2 separate regions of the Rattus norvegicus genome follow, and region 2 is linked to region 1. The links are chromatin contacts, called in public Hi-C maps. All regions are on one chromosome and are shown on one strand. Each heading gives the region's core, a stretch centred on a gene start, on an enhancer-like site or on the middle of the called end of the contact. The rest is flanking DNA. Distances are from core to core; before and after follow the strand shown.

What was found. Hi-C and Micro-C count contacts between places; a contact is called where the count stands out from the background.
Region 2: a contact with region 1 is called in a Hi-C map of Schwann cells, with 2.4 times the contacts expected there. The contact joins the enhancer-like site here to the promoter of Atp2b1 in region 1. A contact is called at or near these places in 2 of 12 Hi-C or Micro-C datasets (Schwann cells and frontal cortex).

The regions. Positions count from the first base shown.
Region 1 is chr7:35,619,594-35,625,894 of GRCr8, reverse strand. Atp2b1 (ATPase plasma membrane Ca2+ transporting 1) reads right to left here and starts at 3,434. Exons shown (of 21, transcript NM_001399339.1): 1 at 3,207-3,434.
Region 2 is chr7:35,698,574-35,704,874 of GRCr8, reverse strand. Atp2b1 (ATPase plasma membrane Ca2+ transporting 1) reads right to left here. Exons shown (of 21, transcript NM_001399339.1): 7 at 2,663-2,701; 8 at 1,720-1,881; 9 at 200-414. Among named protein-coding and RNA genes, the nearest start is that of Atp2b1, 79 kb to the right of the region's middle. Within about 2 kb of position 3,099, at least 2 of the 93 cell types and tissues checked have an H3K27ac peak or open chromatin away from gene starts, as enhancers often do.

The sequences.
Region 1 (6,301 bases), core at 2,185-4,684:
TTTTTTCTTTTGTGTTTTATGGACGACAATAAGGAATTACCCTCTGCCTAAAGAGATAGTGTACCTTCAAATCTGGATGTGAGAAGAGGGAGGGCTGAGGGCGATGCAGAGAGAGCGGGGGAATCTCATCAGATTAGCTGTCGCTACAGCATCTCTTTCCTCCAAGCCTGAAAAATCCCATTTATTTTTAATATGAGATGCATCTGAGAGGAACCATGTGCAGCAACCACATTTTCCAACATGGTTTCGATTGAACTCTGAATATAAGTACTCCTGCTCAAAGTGCTCACTCGTGATTATCTTAAAGCAAGTAATTATAAGCCCTCGGTGAGACCACGATAGGCAGGTAAATGGAAGACAGCTAATGAAAAACAATTACTATATTGTATTCGGGACAGAAAAATAATTTTACTAAATTTTCAGTGTTTACTGTAGTGTTCATAGCTCGGGGAAAAAAAAAGGCTAAGGAGTACCATGCTGGTAGGCACTGGAATTTGCTAGAATGGCTAAACAACGTTGACAACACTGCCGCATTACCTTCCTCCCTCAGTCGGTGCAGACCATCAATATCCTCTTATTATATTATCAACACAGTCAAAATTAGTTCCTCACCTCCTCTCAGAATGGTATGCAAGGTCTCAAGATCCAACTAAAAACAAAACACCATAGTTTCCCACACAGTTGCTGAAATTCCTCTCAAGATGGAGAAATTATAGAATACTGAAAAATGAAGACGAATTCCCCCTTACATCCAAAGGGGCACCGGTGAGGACAACTGCCACATGAAGGCGTACTCTTAATTTTCATCATTTGATGGGGTGGGTGTGGAGGGGGGGGGGATAACAAAATTTTAGATCAAAGGTGGCGCTCTGTCCTCAGCTCACCCGATTGTGACTCACTTTTGCAGACTATATGGTAGGAAATAACAGTTACTTTTCAAAGATCTTTGCAGTTACGCCCAAGCCAAAATCAGGACAGAGATCCACCCTTTATGACAGCAATTTAACTGTCTTATCCGAAGCAAGGTAGAAACGGAAACATCTCCCTGAAAACTGGGCTTAAATGGCCCATTTCATACACCAGCTTTCAAAAGCCTCCAACAAGAAAAAAAAATATCTCTATTTACTTCAAATTCGAACTGACCAGGAAGGGGAAAAAGGGAGGGGGTGATAAATGAAACATAGAAGCACAAAAGGCAGATTCTCCCCCTTCCAATCCCTCTTTAATTCCCCCCAATCCACCTCTGCCACACACAAGGACAGGGAGTCTCCCTAGGGAAAGCTGGTGGCAGGGCAAGTGAAGGCTCTCCATTCACTCACATGGGCCACTAGCCAAAGGGATGCCCTATGAGCGCTTTAAACAAACCAGGCCCTTACAAGTACTTATTATTATAAAATACACCTACGCTGTGCAAGAACCTTATTTTAAAGTAAGACTGTCCTCAGGTGGGGGAGGTGAAACACAACAAAGCCTTCCATGTTGAAAGGCAGACAGTCCAGACATGCATATACCTACACACGTATGAAAAAATCCATATAACTAATTTATCAGGAACAGCAATCGATACCAACAGGAGTCATTAGGTTATTAATAAACCCAGAAAAGTAGCATGCATAGCAGCCTAAGGTGGCTGTCTGCAGCGCTCTAACCCCCGGAAGGGTAAAAACCAGCCTACCGAGGAGGTTCGCGTCCTTAGCAAGGTCCTGCAGACCCCTTTACCCATGCAGACCAGCTCCAGCTTCCCCTTGGGGTCTTAACAACCGCAACGGCAAAAGCACTCCCAATGCTAGAGTCCCGCAGTAAACTGGTGAATGAAATGCGCACAGAGACCAACCAACCTGGGCAGAGACTGAGGCGCAGACCCAGGGGTCGCTAACTAGCTAAGCCACAAAATTCTCCCGCAAGATGAAATAGAGAAGAAACCCCAGCCCCCCCCCCGCCCTCCCACCCCCTCCCCGCAATAGGAATGCCACCCTCTTTCTTACTGACCCTTTCTGAGGACCCGAGGACAGAGCAGATTTTATTTTCATTTAAACTAAGTATATAAACATGAATCGGAAACAACCGTGAACATCCTGAGGAGCTAGACTCAAGACCTGAAGAGAGCGTCCAGGCGGCTCTCCAACTCCCCGGGAGTCACCGTCCTGTCTGACACGCATCTATCACACCACCCTCTCCGGGGGACCGACGACGAACCTTCACCTTGCACCGGCAGTACCTCCTGGGGGCCCAAGCCAGGGATTAAATGGGTGACCCTCCCGGGGCGCGGGGAGAAGGAGTGCCCGGCACCGCTGCCCTCAAGGTCACCACATGCCGGGGTGGGGGCGACCAGTGTTCGGATGGGCTGTGGCGGCAGCAGAGGCAGCCCCGCGAAGTCGGAGAGCGCCCGGGTGTAGACGAGAAGCCACTGGGACGGAGACTCCAAGCTGGACCCGGCGCCGAGGCGCGCGGCGAGGAAGCCTTCTCACCTTTACGGTCTCCTAGCAGGAGCGAACCCCGGCGGCGCCGCCAACTTCGCGGGGACCGGCCACGCTCCACCCCGCGCCCAGCTGTCAGGACCCCCGCCGCGCCCTGCGCGCCCCACCCGGCCTCCCCCGCAGGTGGCCGCCCCCGCCGCGGGCAGCCACCGGCCGCCACTCACCTCGCCCGCAGCGGGAACCATTTTTCCGAGAGAAGAATCAAGGAAGGATAGGCGGGTGGGTCCGGGGGTGGCGGCGAGGGGTCGCGGGACGTACCCGCAGCCGGCTCGCAGGGATCGGGGCGCCACGCGGAGGTGCGACTGCACCTCTGGAAGGAGGCGGCGGTGGAGCCCAGAGACTCGGCGTCCACCAGCCGGGGCTCCCTACTCACGCTGCACCGCGAGGAGGCGGCGGCGGTGGAGGAGGAGGCGGCGCCCGGCCGGCCCCCGCCCAGAGCCCGGCGGCCGCCGAGTGGCCGCTCGCGTCCCCGCAGGACCCGCCTCCTCCGCTCCGCAAAGCCGCGCTCAGGGCGCGCCGCGCTCAGCACAGCAGCTCAACCGGCCCCGCGCCGTCGTCCGCAGCAGCAGCAGCAGCGGCGGGCGGGGTGCAACCCGGGGCGGGGTCCGGCAGACACCGGTTCGCAGACGGCGGAGCTCAAGGGGCTACGGCCAGCTCCGGGCAGGGGCCCGTATGCACCGGGTGACCCGCGGGGCCGCCCGAGCAGGCAAGGGGGAGTAGGGCGCTCACCCGTTCCGGTCCGACGCTCCCTTCTTCTCCACACCTCCACGCCTCCCGCTCCACGCTGGCAGCGCAGCTGCTCCCGCTGCCTCTGCCACCGCTGCCGATGCTCGCGCGGCCGCCGCTGCCGCCTTGGCTGGGCGCGGTCACGTGACGCGGCCCGCGGGGAGCCTGAGGGCGGGCGGGCGCGCGCGCGCGCACGAGCGGAGGTAGCGCGGCTCGGACCGGGACTGGCGCTTCCCGGAGAGGGCGTTTAAGGGGAGGATCCGGTGAGCGCGTCTCCGCCTGGAGAGCGCGCGCCCGGGGCGGGGGGAAACCAGAACTTGCAGCGCGCGGTGCGGAAAGGGTGGCCTGGAGTGCCGGGCGGGCGACTCGCGCCTCCGCGCGCCCCTCCCTCTCTTCCTTCCCTGCTCCCCGGGCTCCCGGCTACCCCCGCCCCCTCCTGCGCTCTTTTCTCCCCCTTCCCCTCCTGCGGCGGCTTCCGATTGGCCGTCGGGCTCTGACGTCTGTGTTTCCATGACGTGTCGGACCGGGGAGGGCCGCGGGAGGGGGCGGCGGGGGAGGAGGGGGCGGCGACTCCGTCAGTCACCGCCGGTGCCGGGGCGCGCGGCCGGGCGGCTCCTGCAACGTGAGGAGGCAGGAGAGCAGCGACTGCCGCAGCCGTGGGACGCCCTTCACCTGGGGTCCCGCTCGAGTCGCCCCCGGGTGGAGACGAAACCGGGTTACCGGACAGTAGAGCGGCTCGGCGCCCACTCCCTAGCGGACCTGTCTCTTGTCCCGGACAGTGACGCACTCGCCCGACAGCCAAAGTGCCTACCCCTTTGGGAAGAGAGCCCACTCGCCCTGTAGGCGCGCTGGCCCGGCCACAGACACCGGGGATCCCCGCTGCAGCGCCCAAACGGTGTCCTCTAGCCGGTGCAAACAGGCCTCGCACCGCGCTTGAAGTCCTCGTGTTTCTCTTTTGGGTTTGCTGCCCTTTTTTACCCCCCAACCTGTGGCCAGCTAGTGGGTCTTTAATTCATAATACTTAAACGCTACCATCTTTCCCGTGGAGCAAAGAAACGAAAGCGGGGGGGGGGCGGGGGGGGGAGGATGCAGAGTACCGTGCAGTATTTAGATGGTACAAGATAGCCGATTCTGGTCCGACCTCTTGAACGTGTTGCAGTTCAAAAGAAAACCGCTCCTCATTGCATCTACTTTAAAAGGGGATCTTCTTGACTGTATCCACACATTTAAAGATGTGTATATCCTGCCCCATCCTTCTATAATCTCTGCTTGAACTAAAGGTCCCCCTCTCTGAACAATTTAGACCTTTATGTGTGTTATTTTCAGTATCACTTAGCTCGAGAAACCAAAAAAAAAAAAAAAAGTGTTCCGTAGTGTGTTGTTTTTTTTTTTTTTTCAACCCTGAAATGAAAGAATTGGTAGTTTCATAGCCCTCTCAAAAGCACACGGGTAAGGCAAGAACTGCATTATATATGTTCCCTGCCTGGTAGCATCTGTTTTAAAATAAAGGCTTGAAAAGAAAATACTTGAGTTTAAAAGCAAATTTTCCATGATAAAACTGCTGAAAATAATTTTTCCATTTTTATCTTCCTCCAGGGTAGACATTACCAACCTCTGAGCTGTGCCCTTGACGTGTAAAATTGGCACTGGGTATTTTCTCTCTCTGTTTATCACAGAGAATTGGTTGATGTGGTACAATAAATAGCCCTTCCTGATACTCTTTCAAATCTACAATTAGGAAACCAAATTAATTAAATTTCACTTAGGTAATTTCCAGTATTTTCTCGCCCTGAAGTCTCTTTTCAGAATAACTCATTCCCAGCCTTCCTCCGAGGAAGTCCCCATAGAAAATTGAATTATGCATTCTATTTTAATCAACAAGTTGACATTAAAGTATTGAGTGAATCATCGTATGCTACACCAGCAAAAAACGATAATAGATTAAACTAGAATCTGTTCACTTTGTGGGTTTGCTGCGATTCTAACTCATAAAATGCATGTTATTAAAGTATGTGTTCACGAAAAAAAATCACTGAGCATCCTCACTATAGAACGTTATTGCAGTGAGATTTTTATTTGCATGCAAAGATGAACCCACAAGTGAAAACATATATGTCCCAGAACATAGTTGTATGTGCTTTATGTGAATTGCATATATGATAAACTTACTCTCATATAGCTAGCAGCCAGCATAATTGTACTGTATATTCGATTTGTGTGTTTTTATCCTTCAGATACAAAATTAAAGCTGAAACTGATATAGAAGCAACTGTGCATTAAGAAATTCAATTTTTTCCCCTCCTGCAGGGTTTCATCCTGAAACTTCCCTAAATGACATACTTTTTGATATAAAAATGCTGAGTTAGGTCTGGAAGAATGGAACTGTAGCCTCATGGTGACCAGTAAGTACCCTGGTACTGGACTAGAGCTCAACCCTTCGGCATTTTTCTTATAAAATATTGAGCTGCCTCAAGTCAAAAATGCCTCTGTATATTATATCCACATATCATCTTCATCTTGAACTTAGATTTCATTGATCTGGAGATATATTAGTATACATTAAGAGCAAAACAATACAATTTTCTATTAAGTAATAATGGTGGTTTTGTAAGTGTGCTTCTTAGTTACAAAAGTTACTGTTTGGGGCGTTATATTGAAGAGGCAATAACATATGTGGCAATTTTATTAGGTGCATTCCTTTCATTCCTTTTAATGGTATAATCGTATTGACATCTCTCTGGTAAATTGATTAGTCCAAGCTGTGTAACTCATGCAGAAACTCCTCGATGTAACTAAATATGAAGAGAAACATTAGGCTGTTTATTCTCTTGAGAATCCCAACCTAGCACGATTTCACACTTCCATAATCCCAGCACACTGGAGGCAAAGACCAGGAGGGGGGAGAATTCCAGACCAGTCTGGCAACACATAGGAAGACTGCCTTTAAAAGAACGGGGTCTAGGGGTGGCTGGAGAAATAGTTCAGTGGACTGGGGTTCAGTTTCCAGCACTCACATGGCAGCTCACAACTGACTATGACTCCAGGATCTAACAGCCTCACACAGACGTATAAGCAGCCAAAATACCAATGCACACAAA
Region 2 (6,301 bases), core at 1,850-4,349, 79 kb before region 1:
CCCAATGGGAGAGAGGGTGTGATGACCCGCAAGGCTGCTGCTCTTCAAGGAGTGAACAGCAGTGCCGTGCATCGGAATCCGGGAACCACTGCCTTCGTCTTTAAGGAAATGGAAGCCCTCTACTTTCCGGGCCAGAAAAGGATGCCCCGGGTGAGCCGTGGCTTTAACCAGCACGCAGACTCAACTGCTCCTCACTCACCTTGACGGAGTAAGCCAGTGAGATCGTGACGGCCAGCGGGAGGCCTTCCGGCACCGCGACCACTAGAACGGTGACCCCGATAATGAAGAACTTCACAAAGTACTGGATGTAGATTGGCGTGCACTCAGCAAGCCACGGCCTCTTCTGAACCCAGAAGGTATCGATCACAAAATATAGCACTAGGATGATAACCGTGATGGCAGACATCAGCAGACCTACAAAGGCAGGAAATGGGACAATCGTTTAAATATGGCAGCCGCTACCCACGGCAACTCTGTACCAGCACTGTAAGATAACCAGTGTGGTTACGTCTCTCTCAATTGTTCTGAGCGCATCACACCCGACACCCATCACACTTAAACCCTGACCCCAAGAACTGTGACATAGGTTTTTGGTGACTGTCCCTTGTCTAAGGTGGAGACGGATTTAAGAAGCAAATACAAGTGGCTACCCACGGGTCAGTGTAAGCTGCCGCTTGCCATGGTCAACATTCTGAAAGAATTTGGGAAGACGGTCAACTTCGAGAGTCTCAAAATTAAATTGACTCCATGTTTAAAAATACATACATAAAATTACACTATCGGGATCATTTCCTAACTTATTCCGGTCTAGCCTCATTAATTCATTAACTCAGAAAGAAATGTTAACTAGGTATTACAGAACATCGAGCCCCTATGAGGTGTGTTATATAGTCTTTTACAAATAAGTATCAAAACAAAGCAAGTCCAGACGTCTGGGTCTAAAATCCTAGCTAGCAGCTTCTCAATGCTATCACACGCAAGACCACCCTTTCCAACAGTATGAGGCGACGGACACACATGCATGTCTGCTATTAGGGAATAAGCCTACAGGCACAGGCTGCTTCCCTGACTGTACTCCGAGCCGTATAATGGTGCCGTCTGCGCAACTCTGATAATGCATGCGGGTTTCATACAACGTCTGTCAAAGGCAGCAACACTGGGGATTCTGCCTTACCACAGGCGCTCCTTCACTGCTCCTCTGAAAAGCAGTGCTGGCTCCATGGGTGCTGTCTAATAAATCAGCTTCACAATTCCAAGTGTTTTCAGATGTACAAAATGATTATGTTCAGAAAGACTCATTTTTTTCTTTTTTTCACAGACAGCCAATAAAAGGCTGAGCAGAGCCTGTGCTAAGAAACTTCTAGGGTTTGATAATGTGTGCTGAACAATCTCCCTGACGGCCCCTTTTTCATTTCTAACCCTAGACATTTGGAGATGACTGCATGGACTTGGAAATGAAGCAGATTCGGTCACTAATTTTAACCTGACCACTGATTACCTCAGGGGCAGAAGGAGTAAGGGCCTGAATGCTGCAATCACGTTATGCGTCTACAGTAATTCAAAAGTACAAAGTTAAAAATATTCTTCTAATATCCTTTACTCTTGCAAAACGGTGACTTCCAGTCCTCGCTGTGGCAAAAGACACTTTTAAAGCAGATACACATATTTGAAAGAAATACCCCCTTCCCTCTGCCATTCCTTCCGCATCATGGGACGTACCTGCTTTGCCAATCTGAACAGCCAGCTTCGTAAGTTTCCCTTGTAACACAGACTTTTCCTTCTTTGGCAGATTTGCTTTCTTCTTGTCTTTCTCATCACCATCTCCCCCTTCTTCACTCTTCAGAGGCTGCATCTCCATGGCCGCGCCGTCTTGGGCTTTTGCTAAGTTCAGAGCAAACACAATTTTGTTGTATTTTAAAGGCACGGTAAACATTTTGAAACTCTTTGTCTTCTTTCCTTTCTTTCTTTCTCTCTTTCTCTCTTTCTTCCTTCCTTTCTTTCTTTCTTTCTTTTTTTTAATAACAAAAACAGTTTCTGATAGAAAAAGGGCTGAACTATAACATTCAACTGTGTGTGCGCACGGGTGCGTGTACTGGGGGTGACCACACAGGGGGAATAAGACAGCAGTGAGATTCGCCTGCGGTACTGCTCCAGATTTAAGGATGTCCCGTTCAGAGACAGGAATGAAGCATCCACCGTCCTTAAACTAAGAACTAAAAGTACTAAATTTCTTTCTTTTCATGTGATGTTAGGTATGAAGTTATTTCTATAAAGACTACAGATCCGTCTCATGTAATTTATGATCAAAGGCAGATTATACATGATTATGCATAGAAAAACATGCGAATGTTTACAGACTTTTAAACGCAACTTATACTATACAGAATTTTTTCTTCCAACTATTTCCCTTCAGGGATGTTAACGCACTTTGAAACACTTATGTGGAATGCTACCTGAGCATGGAACACAGATCATAATTAACACCCTCGTACGATGGCAGAGACAGCGTGACTACAGCACTGGCCAGAGAGGTTAATCCAAGTTAACACGGTTTACATTCCGGTCACATGCACCCTAATTTTGGATAAATATAGCACACAGCAGATCTATTTTTGGAGGTAAAGAAACAAGCTAACTGTACTTTTTATCTTCCCGAATTTACCTTTGTTGCGATTTTCAATTGCTCCATCTTGTTTCTTATCTGTGGGAACAAAACGGGGATTAAAGCTTTCCAAAAGAAATGGATACGGCCTCGCTAAATTATGCAGAGGTGGTTCACGTTGCTCTTAGAGAATTGCGACACAACGGTGTACAGGTATACACATAGGAAACAGCAGCTTACTGACCCTGTCAATCACTTCCTAGGTCTTACCATGGGAGAATACTCCAAAATAGCTTAGGGTATTGCATACCGTATTTCTGCATAAGGCCTTATTCTTTTATAAGTTATAATAAGCCCGAATATGGTACAAGCGACCGTCAAGCTAAATACAGACATAACCCTGAGAAAGCAGAAAAAGAGAGGATGGAGGGAGGGAGGAGAGGCTATAAAAAGAAAACAGGCATACAGGAGCACTCCGGAGGGAGTGGGGATGAAGAGTGTAGAAACAAGGAGGCAAGCGAGTAGAGCAGGAGCACTAACGAACGGGATGATGAGTGGTCAAAGTGACGCCCTAAATCAAATGCACGGGGCACAGAAAGATTACATGTCTGAGGCAGTAATCAAGGAGGGGCCGGCTCCACTGTTCGGAACAAGCCAACAAGCCTATTTCCTTCCAGCTTCTCTATCGAGAAGAGCATCTTCAGGCTGGGAAACCTGGAACAAACGTGGGCAGGAAAGAACAGAAGCTTGGGAAAGATGAGGCGATAGTAAAAGAATACCTGGCTCCTCTCGGGGAGCTCAGGTTTGGAGACCAGAAAAGCACATTCCAGGCTGGCACGCAAATGGACAGGCTATTGAGACAGGTTAGCCCGTGTCTGATCAGAAGCCAAAGTAGGCAAGACACGAGAAGGGCTGGATATGAGGAGGAGGAAGAAGTGAAAAACACGAAAGGCTGGACAACGGTTTTGATGGTAATTCTCAGGGCTACTCCAGGCTGGACTGATAGACGGTTGGGTAAGACCTTAGGGATCAGTGCTTATGGGGAACAGTGACTGTAGGTCAGTAAGAGCAGTCAGCAGCACACTTCTTGCTTTCACGGGGTTCACTGATGTAAGACTCCTATGTATTAGGACAGAGAGCAGAGAGGGTTTGATCAGGTACTTGCTATATAACCTCCATGAGGTTCACTCTCCTAACAGTAAGAATGAAGGTAGATGACGATAGAGTGTGCAAAGCGACCATGACCGCCATGTTTCAAGAAGCCTATGGTGGCTTATCAAGGGCTGCCTGGAGTACTGAAGGGAGGATTCTAGAGTACTGGATGAGCCGCCTTCCATGTCAGCCACAACTTTCTATCTGCCAACCCCTAGTGTTAGGAAATGGACCACAAGACGGAGCATGCCAGTGAGTTCTCTACCACTGAGCTACACTCTCAAGACAAAGACAATTTCAAATGCATTTTATTTGAAATAAAAATGTTTTATGGAAAGATAATGCACAAAGAACAAACGATCCGCCCAACCTTTTTTATTTGTTTTCAACATAGGTTTCTATGTAGCCCTGGCTATCCTGTAACCCACCTAGGCTGGCCTTGCACTCACAGAGATCCTTCTTGCCTCTGCTTCCTACCAACTCTGCTGCAAGCCAGGTGCTATGCCTGCATACCAGTACTCTGAAGCAGCACGACTGCCTCAAGCTCAAGCCAGCCTGGGCTACACACTGAATTCAAGACTAGCCTGAGGTAGAATGTGAGACCCTGCCTTAAAAACAGTCATAGTGGCTAAGATGAAAAACTCCAGTGACAGCAGATGCTGGCGAGGATGCGGAGAAAGAGGACCACTCCTCCATTGTTGGTGGGATTGCAGACTGGTACAACCATTCTGGAAATCAGTCTGGAGGTTCCTCAGAAAATTGGACATTGAACTGCCTGAGGATCCAGCTATACCTCTCTTGGGCATATACCCAAAAGATGCCCCAACATATAAAAAAGACACATGCTCCACTATGTTCATCGCAGCCTTATTTATAATAGCCAGAAGCTGGAAAGAACCCAGATGCCCTTCAACAGAGGAATGGATACAGAAAATGTGGTACATCTACACAATGGAATATTACTCAGCTATCAAAAGCAATGACTTCATGGAATTCATAGGCAAATGGATGGAACTAGAAAATGACATTCTGAGTGAGGTAACCCAATCACAAAAAAACCACAAATGGTATGCACTCGCTGATAAGTGCATATTAACCCAGAAGCTCGAATTACGCAATATACATCCACAGACCACATGAAGCTCAACAAGAAGGACGACCAAAGTGGATGCTTCAGTCCTTCTTAAAAGAGGGAACAAAAAATATTCATAGGAGGGGATACAGAGACAAAGTTTGGGGCAGAAACTGAAGGAAAGGCCATCCAGAGACTACCCCACCTGGGCATCCAGCCCATATACATCAGCCACCAAACCCAGACAATATTGCTGATGCCAAGAAGTGTATGCTGACAGGAGCCTGATATAGCTGTCTCCTGAGAGGCTCTGCCAGAGCATGACAAATACAGAGGCGAATGCTAGCAGCCAAACACTGAACTCAGAATAGGGTCCCTATTGGAGGAATTAGAGAAAGGATTGAAGGAGCTGAAGGGGTTTGCAACTCCATAAGAACAACAATACCAACCAACTAGAGCTCCCAGGGACTAAACCACCATCCCAAGAGTACACATGGACAGACCCATGGCTCCAGCTTCATATGTAGCAGAGGATGGCCTTGTTGGGCATCAATGGGAAGAGAAGCCCTTGGTCCTGCCAAGGCTGGACCCCCATTGTAAGGGAATGTCAGGGTGGGGAGGCAGGAAGGGGGGGTAGATGTGGGTGGGGAACACCCTCATAAAAGAAAGGGGAGGTGAGGTTGGGGATTTAGCTCAGTGGTAGAGCGCTTGCCTAGCAAGCACAAGGCCCTGGGTTCGGTCCCCAGCTCCGGAAAAAAGAAAAAAGAAAAAAGAAAAAAGAAAAGAAAAAAAAAAGAAGAAAGGGGAGGAAGGATGGGATGGCGGTTTATGGATGGGAAACCGGGAAAGGGGGTAACATTTGACATGTAAATAAAAAAATCCAACAAAAAATATGAAAAAAAGAACCCCAAATCAAACACACGAAAAACAGTCTAAGTAAACATGCACCTCTACTGTGGGATTGACTCACGGGTCTATGCCCAGCATCATAAATCACAACAATCCTCCCCCTCTAAAAACAAACAAACAGCCCAACAAAACAAAAACAACGATGGACTTATGGCAAAAGTTTCAGCCAGGCACTTAATTTAGATCTTAAAACACTCTCATGAGAAAACAAAACAAAATATAGGCTTACACCCTGAAGGAAAATAAGTAAGTCCAAATGGTTACAGGACAGCAAACTGCTATCAAGGCAAAGGAGAAAGGGACCTGACAGGGGCCTCTGAGCGAGATGGACAATGTAGAGGATAGCGTACATGGTGCTGGAGGACCCTCCACAGTGGCATAACCAGAACTTACGTTCTGGGGTGTCTCTCTGTGTACGTCAGTTTGCTCTAAGATCTTGGTGGATAAACGATATGCCACCAAAGTCTGAATCACTTGCAGGGGGTGGTGGGAACAGTCAAAGGCAAGATGTGGACTTGTAACCACGGGGTCTACATGACGAGGCAAGCATGGCTGCAGACCGCGTG